Regions from separate parts of the Mus musculus genome. Here all the other regions are linked to region 1. The links are chromatin contacts, called in public promoter capture Hi-C maps. All regions are on one chromosome and are shown on one strand. The core of a region is the stretch at or near the end of the contact, and the rest is flanking DNA. Distances in the headings are between cores, read along the strand shown. Region 1 holds the start of Kcnq5 (potassium voltage-gated channel, subfamily Q, member 5). Region 2 holds the start of Tfap2b (transcription factor AP-2 beta). Region 3 holds the start of Lmbrd1 (LMBR1 domain containing 1).

Evidence for each region. Promoter capture Hi-C pulls out the DNA fragments that hold promoters and counts their contacts.
Region 2: a contact with region 1 is called in a promoter capture Hi-C map of embryonic stem cells. The contact joins the promoter of Tfap2b here to the promoter of Kcnq5 in region 1. A contact is called at or near these places in 3 of 39 promoter capture datasets (cranial neural crest, embryonic stem cells and liver) and 1 of 484 Hi-C or Micro-C datasets (embryonic stem cells).
Region 3: a promoter capture Hi-C map of pre-B cells shows a contact between it and region 1, with 5 times the contacts expected there. The contact joins the promoter of Lmbrd1 here to the promoter of Kcnq5 in region 1. A contact is called at or near these places in 1 of 39 promoter capture datasets (pre-B cells) and 1 of 115 datasets of contacts at active chromatin or transcription factors (astrocytes).

What each region holds. Positions count from the first base shown.
Region 1 is chr1:21,959,046-21,964,088 of GRCm38.p6, reverse strand. It overlaps Kcnq5 (potassium voltage-gated channel, subfamily Q, member 5), which reads left to right and starts at 2,147. Exons shown (of 14, transcript NM_023872.3): 1 at 2,147-2,908. The coding sequence starts at 2,508.
Region 2 is chr1:19,206,038-19,211,080 of GRCm38.p6, reverse strand. It overlaps Tfap2b (transcription factor AP-2 beta), which reads right to left and starts at 2,167. Exons shown (of 7, transcript NM_009334.3): 1 at 1,833-2,167. The coding sequence starts at 1,913.
Region 3 is chr1:24,676,427-24,681,469 of GRCm38.p6, reverse strand. It overlaps Lmbrd1 (LMBR1 domain containing 1), which reads right to left and starts at 2,926. Exons shown (of 16, transcript NM_026719.2): 1 at 2,654-2,926. The coding sequence starts at 2,713.

The DNA of each region.
Region 1 (5,043 bases), core at 898-3,397:
GTTTGCACCAACAGCAGAATGGGTACTCCAACTGGGAGTCAGGATGCTGGGTTCCTAGTGGCCCATCCTGTCTGTGAATACACAGACAAGCCCCCTTCTCTGGGTTTGTGATTAAGTGGATGGCACTCAAAAAAGATAGTTACAAATGTCTTAGACGTCTATAACCCTTACTAATTGCAGATGTCCTTGCCACCTTCCCACCCGGGTTTATTAACATTTTCGAAATAGACATCATAGCTTCCCTGGTATGATCCCTGCATCCTAGGAAACCATCATTTGGACATTAAGCAGCTGAGTTCCTGGGCCTTTCAGAAGGGGAAACACGCTCTTGAGTCCTGCCTTAAAGAGATTTCCTGCCTGTGTGTGGGGCCAGGCCCCAGAGTGAGGCAAAGGTGATCTAATCTCAGTTGAAGTTTGCAGCAAAGAAAACAGCTTCCTTTAAAGGGGAAGTGGCCTTTTCATTTTCTTATTTTCAGCAAAGCTAGGATTTTTTTTTCATGCCGACAGCGTGTGCACGAGTCATTTTAAGTCTCTACATCTTTCACCCTGAAAGTCCCTGCACAGAAACTCCACGGGGAGTCTAAATATAGCTGCACCGAACTACCCCCCACCTCAGCTCCCACCTTCAGCCAGGGGTCTCCACGCAGCTCTAGGATTGGAGAGCTTATTCCAGGACATTCTCTTTGCATCTGCCTTGAATAGCAGGGCACGGAGCAACCTCTCTAGCACCTCCACGGTGTGTGGGTGTGAAGTGTATTAGAGGAAAGCAGGAGTGACTCTGAGTGTTGATGCTTGGCTCACACGTGGTACTGCTGCCAGCTGCACAGCGCTAGGGGTTAGTAGTGCCTACTGCCCAGAGGTTTGAAGGGAAACAAGGTCTTGCTGAGTAAGAACCAGGAAGAGGTCTTCACAAAACAATAACGATAAAAATAAAAGTAAAACTCTTAGCTGACGTTCTGACTGTAGAAAGCAGCTGTCTGTGGGCGTGGGTGTATGCACGGGGTGTATGTGTGGGTGTGTTGGTAGAGTATTATCTGCTATGGGTGAGACAACCAAGATAAGATTTTTGCCTTAGTGTTGGCTGGTATTCATGGAAGTGAAAAAAGGCTCAGGGATGGCCACTTTGCTACTGACTACCATGACTTTGTGTTGAAAGCATAGTTCAGTTGAACTTGGCGATTATTACTTTTTTTTTTTTAAATATTTGGGAGGAAGGCTGCTCTATTAGAAGGAGTTCCCAATCCTGGTGTCCTCTCAGTTTCCCCATCGCTGAATCTGTTGTTTAATTGCTAACAATATTTTTGAAAGGCGGAGTTCTGAGCCAGCAGCACCATAATCTCACTCTCATCCAAGAGAAGAGATGGGCTTTGGGGCGCCCATTTTCCAGAGGTGGTGGGGGATGCAGTCAGTGGTTCCCTTTTCTCTAACATTGTAAGTTACAGCATCCTGTCTGAGAGGCAGGTCCTGGACTCACTATCCTCCATGATCCCTCTCGAACTCCCTGGGGACGCCACAGTCGCGGCGGAGATTTAAGCAGTTTTATGACTTTCTTTCACTTACATGGAAATTTCTGGAAGGAGAGAAGTGGGCTCCTTTTCCCAGGCTGCTCTGTCAGGAGGAGCTCCCTCACCACGAAGGAGCTACTTTGGAGTTTTACGCCCTCCCCACACCCCACCCCTGGGGATGGGAAGGATGTTCTGCGACTCGCAGGCTTGTTGTCTGAGGCTAGGATGGAAAGTCACAGCCTGCAGGCTGGATTGAGTCGCGGGAAGCTGCTGGGTCCCTGCCTGGCTCTCTCCGGGTGTGTCCATTGAACTGCGGTGGGCTGGTCCCCAGCGCGGGAACCCAAGCGCCACTGCCAGAAGCTTAGCCCCCGCTGGCTCGCTCCTAGGCTAGCCAAAACCTGGAGGGTAGGACAGAACCTTTCCTGCCCACACCCATCACCCGAGGATGGCAGGACCAGGCGCGGCATAGCAGCGGGAGAAGCCCAGAGACCCGCTCGTCCAGTTTATTCAAGAGGCAGACTTCGCCCTCCGGACAGCTCCGAGTCCCAGGAAGAACCGAACCAAACTCATCCTGGGAGACCGACTTAGGGTCAAGCCGGTATTCTGCCGGGGTGCAGGGGACAGACAGACTCGAACCCTGCTGGGTGTGCACGCGTGCGAGCGTGCCTCCGGGCATCCCGCACACCCTCAGTCCCGTGTGCCGACACTCCTCGGGGAGGAGGGAGTGGCAGCCACCAGACTAAAGGAAAGCGAGGGACACCTCACAAAGTGACGCCCCCAACAGGTCCGGATTTGGAATTGGAAGCGGCAGAAATCCGGACCTCCCCGGGCCTGCTCCGCACACCCCGCCGCCCCCGCCCGGAGCCCCGACTCTAGGCTAGTCCGCCCCCCCGGGGCGCCCCGTCGGCTGCGGGTTTCCTCCTGCAGACCTGCCCGCGCACATGAAGCCGCTGCCCCCGCCGCAGGCGCCAGCGCCCCCCTCGCGGTGCCCGTGGTGATGCCATGCCCCGCCACCACGCGGGAGGAGAGGAGGGCGGTGCCGCCGGGCTCTGGGTGAGGAGCGGCGCGGCGGCGGCGGCAGGCGCGGGTGGGGGGCGCCCGGGCAGCGGCATGAAGGATGTGGAGTCCGGCCGCGGCAGGGTGCTGCTGAACTCGGCGGCCGCCAGGGGCGACGGCCTGCTGTTGCTCGGCACCCGCGCGGCGGCGCTCGGCGGAGGCGGCGGCGGCTTGAGAGAGAGCCGCCGGGGCAAGCAGGGGGCCCGAATGAGCCTGCTGGGGAAGCCGCTCTCCTACACCAGCAGCCAGAGCTGTCGGCGCAACGTCAAGTACCGGCGGGTGCAGAACTATCTGTACAACGTGCTGGAGCGACCCCGCGGCTGGGCGTTCGTCTACCACGCGTTCGTGTGAGTACCCGCGCCCCCACTTCCGACCCCGTGTGCCCCTAGCCATGCCCTCTGTTGGGGAGCCCCGGGGCGCACTTGGCGCCCGCGCCCTGGCCTTAGGCGCGGAAACGCGTGCGCGCTCACACGCAGAGCTACACACACGTGGTGGTTTTTATTTCTTTGCACGTGTTGCCATCGGCCCTCTGGAGCCCTCAATCTCTCTCGTCCCACCTCTCGCTCTGGTTCACATAGAGCCCTTTTGCCCCAAAGCACCCAAGGGACTAACGGGTCAGTTCCAGGTACCTGGGTGATTGAAGGCAGAAGCCGGACTTAGGCGACTCAGATAATCGGGAGCGATTAGGTCCTGATATGCGGAAAGTTAACTGAGTGGGGCGCCCAGGAGCTGGGGATAGCTCCGGGAGGTTGTGCACCATCCCGAGACTGGAGAGACTGGGAGGGCATGACCGGGTGGGATGGAGTGGCGAGGAGAAGGTTAAGAGTGGGTCCACAGTCAGCTCTGGGGTCAAGCAGAGGAAGCTGCTACGTGATGGAGAGAGAGAGAGACTAGGTTGTAAGCGCGCCCGGAAACACGCCTGGCCACCATCACAGCTGTCATCAACGGAAAATCTGTCAGTGCACGTAGTAGTCATTGCCACATAGAGGTGGTCAGAGTCTAGAGGGCTACCCAAGCTCTGTGGCAGGCAGTGCCAGCTGAAAGTGGAGAACTGGGGTTCAGGAACATGGCCAGAGGTGCTGTAGTGGAAATGCACAGGGGCCAGCTGTGACCTGAAGCAAGCAGTGTGTTTAGTTGACACTTATGGCGCCGAGATAAAGTGTGTGTGTGTGTGTGTGTGTGTGTGTGTGTGTGTGTGTGTGTGTGTGTGTTGACTAAGCCCTCACCATCTAGCAGAGTATGCGAGAATGAAAATGAGAAAATGGTTGGAAGCAAATGTTTATTTTTCCCTTAGGCATTAGAAAGCTTTCCGTGGCTTTGAAGTTTACTACTGTTTTGCCCGACGTCCATTCATTCAATCTCCTGTTAGAGTTAGGTGAATCTGGACGACAACTTAAGGTTGTTTTCATGTCTATACACCCTGTCTAATTTAATCTTTTTAGAGGAAGCCCCGCCTCTTCTTGCCCCGTCTCTGCCCCCTCCTTCTTTATGTTAAGATGAAGTACAAACATATTAGCCTTAGAAGACCTCCAGAGAAAGCTGCAGGCACATACTGATTGATTCCTTGTTTCTTACTTGGTTAAGATATGTTTGGAACAGACCAAAAAGACCTTTCAGAAATGAGGCATGCCGTCCTATACTTCTCCCTTATGTGGAATGAAGAATTGGCACAAACCCAGGAAAGTTAAAAAAAAAAAAATCATAATATCAGGAGAGAAGGAGCTGCTTTTATAAATAGGTGAACCTGAAATGTGACCAGGTAGAACTCAGGAAACTGGTGGAGTCTGCACTCTGGGGCCCCAGTGTCTGGGAATTTTTACAGTTGCAGATTGTTGTGAGCATGTAAGCTTAGGTGACCTATTCCAGCCAGCTTCATGTGTTTGCAAGGCACACATAGGGAATGTTGTATTCTGTCTAGCGTCATTACACTCAAAATATAAGGTCTATCCTTTGCTGATGAAAGAGTCATAAATATTTGAATGTAATTAATGATAGACACCCATGACACTTGTTAAGCTCATCTCCTTGGGTTGATATACAATTAATTTAGTATTTAATGATCTAATAAATTATTTTGACTGTCAGACTATAATATACATTTTTAAAAAGGAATGCTGAGGCTTAATTTGCTGTAAATGTGCACAGTATGGATGATGATATTTTTAGACATGCTCAAAATATTCATGGCTTTGAGTTTTAAATATGATGTAATATAGTATTTTTTATTTGGGTAAAGTACATGGTATGGGTTCAGAGGAAGCTTGACACTGTTGCACATATTGATGTCTCCTAAGCATTGTTTACAAACAGGAGTGAAAATTTCTCAAAATGCAGCATTTTCTTTTTGATGCCTGGTGGATAAAGCAGTGTTTCTGTTTTTGTTTTTGTTTTTTAAACTTTGATAATTTTTGTTTGTTTGTTTGTTTCTAGTTTAAGAATTTTCTTGCTAACTAGTTTTATCAGTGAATTCTGTGAGGGATAG
Region 2 (5,043 bases), core at 918-3,417, 2.8 Mb after region 1:
TCCCTCCTATTTTTTCCCTCTCCCCCTTTCCTTTTTTCCTCTCCCTCCCCATTTCTCTTCTCCCTTCCCACTTTTACTCTTCTCCACTCCCTTCCCCGCCTAGCCCTCCCTCATTTTCCACTTAGCCCTTTATGTTATTCATAACCAAAGAACTAGCACCACACTGATTAGGATAATTCCTCTATGTATATACCCAGAGCTATTTCCACCGCGGCTCTAGCTCCGCCAGTGCTATGTTTACTATGGGCGACGTTCTCTTTAGGATAGTTCAACGCCCTGGAGTTGAACATAATCCCGCCTGTTAGGAATAAAAGGACGCTGAATCCCACCAGGCGGGGAGGCGCGGTTCCTCAGTACACTACCACAAAGAGGAAGGCGAAACCTGAGGTCACCCGAGAAAGAAGAACTCTCTCTCTCTCTCTCTCTCTCTCTCTCTCTCTCTCTCTCTCTCTCTCTCTCTCTCTCCCTCCTCTTTCCTGTCTCTCATTTTCTTCTTGACTTCCTTTTCTTCTACCTTTCTCACTTTCTCATTTACCTCTAAATGAGGTCGTAAGAATGGCAGATCTGGGGGACCCTGGCCACTGGCTCTAGCCGCTCTACCCAGAAAACCTGAGGAGTCGCGGCCACACACCGGACCCAGTTAAGAGCGGTAGGGACAGAGCTAGCGCCTGCCTCCGGACTCTTCTTAGCTGAGCAAGGCTAACACCGCGGTGCTGTCCCAACACCTACAAGGCTCACGGTTCAGATTTCTTTCAGAACCGGTTACTGAGTCTGGGTTGTCCACCTCTGCCCGGTGGCCCAGCCTCGTGCTGCTGTGCTGCTGCGGGTAGCTTTCCAACTTTTCTTCCCCCGCCTCTGCTTCCCTCTTCGCTAAACCCCTTTCGCTTTTTTTTTTTTTTTTTTTTTTTAATCCCGATCCTCAGATATCTTGGAGCTTCGGAGTCTGCCTTCCCTCTCTCGACGTCCCCTTGAGCCTTACTTTCCTTTCCTCTTGAGCTCAGCTCCCCAGCTCCCGGGTTGTGGCGCGGGATCCCTCATCTGTCCCCAGCCGGGCCGCTTCCCCTCGCCCGCCAGCTGGAAGGGCAGCCGGACAGCCTCGCTCGACGCGGACTCCGGAAGCTCTCGGTGGCGTCCGACAAGGCGGAGGGAAAAGCACGGGAGGGATGCGCTTGCCTGGGGACCGGTAGCGGGTAGCACGAAGTGTGGGCAGGCTTCGTTAAAAATGCCCACACGCTGGCGGCTGCCATCTCTGCTTGGAACCACTGACCCGCAAAGAATCAAAATACGACAAAACAAAAATAACAAACCGCGCTCTCTCCCATACGGTACTGGATTTGTTCATACATCCCTCCTTTCCCCTCGCTCTCCCTAGATATCTACCCTCTACCTGCGTACGTTGGTTACCGATTTAAAAAAAAATATTAAAAGTTTAAAAAGCAAAAATTAAAGTCCCAGTCGGCGTGAGGCTTAAAAACCCGATTCTGTCCCGTACTCAAAATGAGGAGAGACTGTTTTTCCCTCACTGTTTGCCTGAATTCCTGGCTCCACGTTACCTACCAGAGTCTACAAGGGGAAGGAGAGAGCCGGAGAGAAAGAAAAACAAAAAGGAAAAGAAAATAGCTCCTAAATTAAACTTCTCACATTCCAACCTTAAAAGTTCCCTTTCTGGAGAGCAAAGTCTCCCAGAGCCAGCCTTAGAAAACTTAAAGAAACCTCAGAAACCCGATCAGAAATCTACGAGTAAATAGCTTAAAATATATCAGCTGGGGTGTCAAAGAAGCTCCAGTTTTCTATCTCCAAAGCTCTAAAATGCATCTGGGGTGTCCGCTCACCTCATAGATGTCTTCGTACTTGACATTCTCCACGAGTTTCCAGAGCATGATCGCAGCCTGGTCTCTAGGAGGTGAGTGCATTCATGTGAGGAGCAGATGTCTGGTTTCTCAGGACTCCGCTGTCTGTAATGATCCATCTATAATTGGAAATGGGGGATACACACCAAATCCGACGCTCCTCTCCCATCGCAACTTATATCTGTTGTCTCAAACAATAGGCTGGAGAAGTAAGCCTCAGCAGACAGAAAAACATTATTGCACACAGGACTTAGATACAACGCGCACGCATACACACACACACACACACACACACACACACACACACACACATGCGCGCGCGCGCGCGCACACACACACACACGCACATGCACACATATATATTATAAAAAATCATAAACATGAATTTACACGCAGATAGTCACATTAGTTACATAAACACCTCTGGGTCACAGAATCCACAGACTAACCGTGCATTTAAAGGGAATATAGTGGTTCAAAACGAGAAATATAAATAGATACATTAAAAATCTGTTTTGAAAATGGCGAATCAATGCAGCCACTAACTAAAGTGTTTTAATAATTGACAATGAGAAACCACGCACATCAGTCCCCAAATTTTCTACATAGTTTTTTTTTTTTTTCTTTTAGGAGAACCATTACTGAGATTTTAAAGACAGTTTTCCTATTCTTGTATATTTAGGGGAGCATTAAAAAAACACCACTAGATTTTTGACTTTGAGTTATATTTCTCTATTGATGCAACCTTATAAAAGTATCATTGTGGAACAAGAATAACACCACTATTTACCACAATGGTTTCTGATATTTTGCTCATTGTGTCTAACACATTTGGAAACTTGAATATCTTGTGGACCCTACAATCTATATTGCTTGTTGCTTTAGGGATTGTTCTATATTTTTAGTGGTTCCTTGGTGTCTTTCTGTTTGCCTGGAGTCTCCATTTTATTAAGTTTTTTCTCTTCCTTTACATGTTGGAAACAACAAAGCACACAATGTTAATCTTGAGACCTTTAACAGGGGTATAGAACATTTTGTATTTGGGTTTATTGCCTGTAATTTGTGATTTTAATCTGATAGACTTGAGACAAGAACACCCAAATCTTTGAGAAGGTTTAAGCTTTGTACTGTTTAAGGAAACAGTGGGAAATGTTTTAAGATGTACAAGAGCAAATATTGTTTGGCCATTTTGCATTGGGGTAGATTTTCTTTTGAATATGTGCTTTTTGAAGTTTAGTTTTTTAAAAAATATTTTCAAAGCATAAATAACAACAAGTACAAAGTTTAACCACTAACCTACCCTCAAGTGGGCACCCTGTAAGGCACAGGATTTTCTTTTTTTTAATTTCATGAGGAATTCTATATTCACTAGCTCCCTCTCCTCCCCATCTTTCCACCCTTTCTGGGTTCTCGGAGGGTTCCCTGGAGTCAGTAGGGAGGCACTGAAGAAGATCTTGGCCCCTGGGGCAGAAAATAAATGACAGGAGGGAATGAGGAGGGTTGGGGTAATTTGGGGTGGAAGTTATTAAACCTGATGAGGGTGAATCTGTAAAGGGAGATTGTCTTTAAACTCCAGTGCATTCTAGAGCTCCGGCAGGGTCGGAGGCTCCGTGAGTAGGAGAAGGCTTCAGATAGACTAGGAGGAAGACAGCGGTTCCTAACAGCCAAGCTGAGGACTCCTACCTCGCAATGAACAGTCCTGTAGATCTATTATTGTTACTGTTATTATTATTAATTTACTGTAAGTCAAATGAAGGAAATGCAGGGTGCTTCAGGCAGAACTTGAGAAACACATCTTTTTCTCTATTCCCTGTTGGATTTCTTTTCTTCCTTTTCTTTTCCTCCTTCTTCTAACCCCTCCTTCCCTTCTCCCTCCCTCCCTCCCTTCTTTCCTTCTTTCTCTTTAGATCTTCTCCTTCTAGTCTTTCCTTCCTTCCCCCTTCCTTCTTCTTTCCTTCCCCTCTTCCCTCTACTAAAAAGAAAATATTCTTAAACTACACAGAACAAGGCTAGTCTTCCAGCGTCAGCAGATATGTCTCCCTTTCGCCACCAGAGATGGTTGGGAGACAGGAAATCGTTCCTCTTAATGTCGTTGTGTGGAAGGACTTAAAGTGGATTCCACACTCTTTCACTAAGTCATCCTCTACTTGATAATTTGAAAGATAGACGTTATAGATTTGGAAATTAAAATTCCCCAGGCACAAACTTATTAACAAGATAATTTACATCCCTCTTTTTTAAATCTTTAACTGCTAGGTTTTAATTGTCTAAAGATAACCTTAACCCAAACCAAACAGCATCTGGAAAAAGCTTTCATTATTCTCTAAGTTCGTGTATTCATGTTTTAAAATCACGTTGGAGCATAGCATTGGTTAATCTGAGATAAACTTTAACATTTACTAAAACCGAATCAAACTGATGATATAATTTTACTCATAAAACTATTTAAATAGGTAATATAGTGTGCCACCATGACTGTTTTGAAGCCTCATTTATGTAGAATTTCAAAATTTCACTTGTGTTTTTAAAAATCTTAATATTATATATACATATATATATAATGTAGAAACGTACTTAGTATTTGTTAAAATTATCTAAGCACTTTACAAAACATTAAAAATAAGTCCGACTTCATTTAAAACAAAACAAACCTAAAATATGTGCATACATACATACATACAAACATACATACATACATACATGGGTAACTATCCGAAGAAATGCATACTGATAATAGAAATCCTTGTTAATTCTTCGATGTGGCATTTTGTGAAAAATCCCAGCTATTTCGCCACAAATCTTTCCCAGGGACCGTTCCCTCCTTCATTGAACAGGCAACACCGCCCTCTGTAGGAATTTTGAAGATTCAAACGACAACTAGCAGCTCAATTTCTTTTTCTTTCTTTTCTTTCTTTCTTTTTTAAACGCATCCCTCCCCTCTCTTGGTTCTTGAAAACCATGTTATGACTAAGAGTATTTTGACCATCTACCTCTTACCACACCCATTAACTTTAGAAATACTCTAAAAAGTTTTAGCACTTCAAAAATGTACAAATTAACGGAACCCCTGAAGAAAAGATTCCTAAATGGAGAACTTTCTCTTGTTCACATTCTATTTAATTTCACATTATCTCCTATTCATATCTATTAAAAAATTCTCTTACAAATTCAGATAAACACAGATGCGAAGGTG
Region 3 (5,043 bases), core at 1,677-4,176, 2.7 Mb before region 1:
CCAGACAAGGTTCCTTAAAACTCTTAGAGCTGAAAGCCAATCTTCCTGACACAACAGCATTCTTTATTTGAAAAAACAACTGAAACTAAAGTGACTTAGACTTTGGTTTTTAGTGGTACTTCTCAAATGAACAAAAATGAAATATCACTTACAAAACCTACAGAGGGTTTAACCAGCATAGATGTTGGTGTCAGAGCTGAGCTTGTTCCCAAGACCCATAAATAGAAGGAAGTTGTCCTCTGGCCTCCACCCACACATTGCGGTGCACTCTCTCATGCATGAACACATGCACACACACACCTGCACTGACTCCACCCCAGCCCCAGGAACAACACACATACAAACCATACAAATGAATAAAGTGTAATTTAACATATATTTTTTAAAGATTGATTTATTTATTTCATGTATGTGAGCACACTATCGCTGTCCTCAGAGACACCAGAAGAGGGCATCGGGTCCTCATTACAGATGGTTGTGAGCCACCATGTGGTTGCTGGGAATTGAACTCAGGACCTCTGGAAGAGCAGTCAGCGCTCTTAACTGCTGAGCCATCTCTCCAGCCCTAAAGTGTAATTTAAAACCTCAAGCTTTTGAGTGACATTTAGAAACTTGGAAAGCTTGAACACAGTAGTGTGAGCTTGACAACTTTTCAATACTTAGGACTTCTCAGGACATTTCTGACCAGATCTGTGTTTAATAAGTGTAATATATGATGCTGCCTAATTCAGTATATCCATATTTAGGAGATGAACTGCGAGTTACCACTAGCTCCTAAGTAGCAAACAGAGATCACAAAACAGAGCCAGGAATGGGCAAAAGCTCCCCTCAGCACTTAGTCGGACTCATGGCCTTGAACGTAAGGGAAGACAACGCTCTCGGTTTTAGATTGCACACTGCCACAGAACCTGAAGAAACTGGTATGTGCTAGCTTTTGGTGCAATCACAAAGAACATCTCCAGCTACCAAAACAGTCCTCTACTTCTGACTAGGTTTTGTACACACACTTCAACCAAAATAACTTTCTTGAAGACAGAACGAAAAGCAGACATGAATACAGCTCCTTTCTAATAAGCCAAGCACTAAACAGACTGACAGTAATTTTTGTTTGTTTGGGGGTTTTTGTTGTTGTTTTTTGTTTTGTTTGTTTTTTGAGACAGAGTTTCTCTGTGTATCTGTGGCTGTCCTGGAACTCACTCTGTAGACCAGGCTGGCCTTGAACTCAGAAATCCACCTGCCTCTGACTCCCAAGTGCTGGGATTAAAGGCGTGTGCCACCACTGTCCGTTTAATTTTTAGTAAATCACATTTTGCACCTCGCAACAGTACTTCTCTACTGCCGGGTTGTTCCTGATTCAAGGCCACAAACTATCCAAAGGCTACTTTTCCACTGGCACTTTCTTCCAACAGTATCCTCTCCCAAGTCCTATTTCCCTTATAAAATCATATTTTCTCTTTCAATGCTTAAGATCTCTATTTCCTAACTTATGATCAGCCCCCTCTTAAAAAGCCACTTATTATTTTGTTTGTATCCTCCTAGATAAAACTACTGTATCCACAGTAAAACTACTGTGCTTTAAATGCTTTTTCATTAATCAAGATACTCCAACTCTACGTTCCTGCTGGTAACATGCTTATTTTTCACTAAACATATGGGCTGGGAAAGCCAGTGAATTCTCTCCTAGTACAGGGCTAGATAGCCTCCCTCCAGGACACAAGCTAAGCATGGCCCAGGGCAATGGGATTTGTTAAAGTGAAGGGAGCATGCCAGTACTAAGACTGAATTTAGGGTTCCTGAACATGCAAGGCAAGTGTCGTGTGCGTGTGTGTGTCTGTGTGTGTGTCTGTATCTCTGTGTGTGTGTGTGTGTGCGCGCGTGCGCGCGCTACCTGATGAAAAACTGAAAAACTTGACTACCTGAACAAACTACCCAAGGGTCAGTATAGGGAATCTGAAACACATCGGACGAGTTTCAAAATGCAAACACTAACTGACCATAGGACTGAAGTCTTTGTAGAGTGGGGAAGGATTTGACAATATGAAATGTCATAAGAGAAGCAAACTAAACGAAGTCAGAAAGTAACAACCAGGTCACTCTGAGTCACTACAGTTGGGTTTTGTGCACCCAATGATCAGAGAAGTCTGGAAAAGAAGGCACCTGAGGTCAGACAGGTAATAACCTCCCGCCTGGCCAAGCGGCTCTACAGCGTTCTAAGTGGAATGTAATACCTAGAACGTGACACTCACGTCATCAAGGCAGAATCGCACAATGGGCGCGGGGAAACAAGGGGGGGCGGGGGGGGAAGGAGGCATTTAAACAAATAAACAATTGATTCTGTCAGAGCCCAGAAGCCTGGCCCAGAGGCGGTGAGGACTCCAATTCAAGCCGTGATCACGCCTTTCTCCACCCCGAGGGTCGCTCGTCCCCAAACTCACCCGCCAGCTACATTCTCAGACAAGAGACAGAAGCTGGCTGAAGTTAGGAAGGAGACCGCGGAGGATCAGCGCCTCTTCGCCTTCCTCCGGAGACCCTCGCGGACCCAGCAGAGAGCAGGGCGGGCGAGGAGGGTCCCCGACAGGCGAGGCCAGCGCTGGCCCGCCCTCCTCCTCCTCCCACCCCCTCACCCTGGGAGAACTCGGAGCGCCTCCCCTACCAGGAGCAAGAGGCCGAAGATGCACCAGCCGATCACCAGCTCGGCCGCCGCCGCCGCCATCTTCGCTTCCGGTCCGGATAAGCCCAAAGGGGTGGGGAGGGAAGGCACGGGACGGGACGGGACGGAACGAAGAGGGACCCGGAACTGCGCAGCCTAAAGGTTAAAGGGGCGGAGGGGCAGAGCGGAGGGTTGCCAAGGAGACCCGGCCCGCGAGCGTCCCCTGGCGACCAGCCGAGCCGAGGCGGGGCGCACCCGACGCACCGTGACGTCACCACGCTGCCCGCCCACGCGCGGCCTGCGTGCCACTTGATCTTGCTGGCACTCTAGGAGCTTTACGGAGGCAGGGCTGTGTCTGTGCCTCTGAATGTAGAGTGACATTACGGGTTTTCATTGCTTCCAAAAACAAGGTTTTGATCCCATTATGCAATCAGAAGTCATCCTGGTGCAGGAATGACTCAGAATAAAAGAATGTCATCTGCCCAGATGACTTTATAATTTGCTGATGACCAGGTCACGTCATTGCTTGACGGCACTGTGCTACCACGTGATGTTTCGTTTTGTTTTGTTTTTTCCATCTGCGCGTACCTGTGAATTTCCATGATGGTTTCATACAATTAAAATGTCCGAGTCTATGAACTGTAGGTGCTAATAATATGCTCAAGTGAACAAAACAGAGATTGTTGTAAATCTTATGTGAAGCTGAGGGAAAACCTGGGATGCTTGCCTGGGTCCCGTGGTGTATTAGTGTGTATTTAAATTGAATAAACAAACCCCGGCGTGATATTTAGTTTTGATTGTGGACGTTTGTCTGTGGGCTTGATACAATGCAGAACCATCTCGGAAGACTCAGTGACAAATTGTCTCGAATACATTGTCCTGTGGGCTTGTGAGGGATTTTTTCCTTTAATTGGGCTGAGGTGAGAAGCCCCACCCTGAATGTGGGTGGTAACATTTCCACATCCCTGGACCAGAACTGAAGACTTACTTAGCATGCGTGCATAACTCATTGCTGTGTGCGCTTGACCTTGGATGTGAGTAGCCACCTCTAGTTCCTGCTGTCTATAACATCACCACAACAATGCGCTGAAACCTTGCACTGTGAACCCAATAAACACTTCCATCCTTAGGACACTAAGACACTTAGGATGCAGTCAAAACAGTTTATGGATGAACTCCATCGTCGCTATAGTTTATTCTGCTGTGATATTATTACTCACCTTGGTCTTATTTCTGACTGGAAGTCTGCAGTAGTTAAGGGTTGGGTAGAAGTGTCGAAATGAGAAGAAAGTGGAAACAGAATGTGTTTTATATGAACCGGTCCCATCAGAAACTCTCTGGTGGAAGTGTGTGTCCGTCTCTGAGATCTCATGTGTGTCCCCAAGTGCATCACCAACAAGTCATGCTTGTGCTTTACTTCTTGAGCCAATGCCTTTTAACCCTTCTGTAGTAGGCTTGCTGGTTAGAGGAGATATCAAAAACCACCTGAGACCAGTCATCCCTGTTGTCTTCAATGGCCCAAATCCTCTTTGAAAACGATCACATAATCAGTAATTTTGTGAGCACAAGCTGTTCCTCCTGAAGCTGCATTTCCCTAATTCTGCCATGGAACAAATAACTTACTTTTGCATATTTCCATAGGATTCAGATCCCATTCCACATTGGTATGAATCAGACAACACCTTTCTCTATATCGTAGTATTATGTCCATTTTCAAATAGGTTCCTTGAGACCTCTTCCATTAGGCAGTTGTCCATCACTAAGTGAAAGTACTTGAGATAATCAATTTATAAGTCTTATTATGGTTTATGATTTCAGAGGTTAGAACCCATGGTTATCCAATCTATTGCTTTGACTCATGGTGTCTTACATGGTATATTATGTAAGACTGTGTGGTAGAGAAAAACTTTACCTCATGGCAGCTGAAGAACAAAAATAGAGGAAGCGACTGAGTCCACTTGTGGTGGTTTTGTAGTTCTACCTCCTCTGTTTCCTCTCTAAAGTATCCAGACACAGCTGATACACACCAGGTTTGAAGGATGAAGCAGCATTCGGAACCAGTGGGGTCTACAGGACTCCAGTCTAGTGTGAGCAGGTGCCAGGGAGAAGGCCTTCTCCAAGGATTTTGATGAATAGCTCTCTTAGACCATCTTAGCTTGTGTACATACCTTTCTTCAGGGAGGGCTTGTATGCGTACACTTTATTCAGGGCAGAGAAGGACTATATATGAGCAGAGAGAAAGAGAGAGAGAGAGAGAGAGAGAGAGAGAGGTAGAAGATGAGAGAAACTGGATTCCTCAGACAAGGTTCCAGAAAGGGAAGCCTTGCTGGTGAAGGAAGTCTTCCATTTTGTGTGGAGATCAGAGGAGCTATCCCGACCCGACATGGTAGACT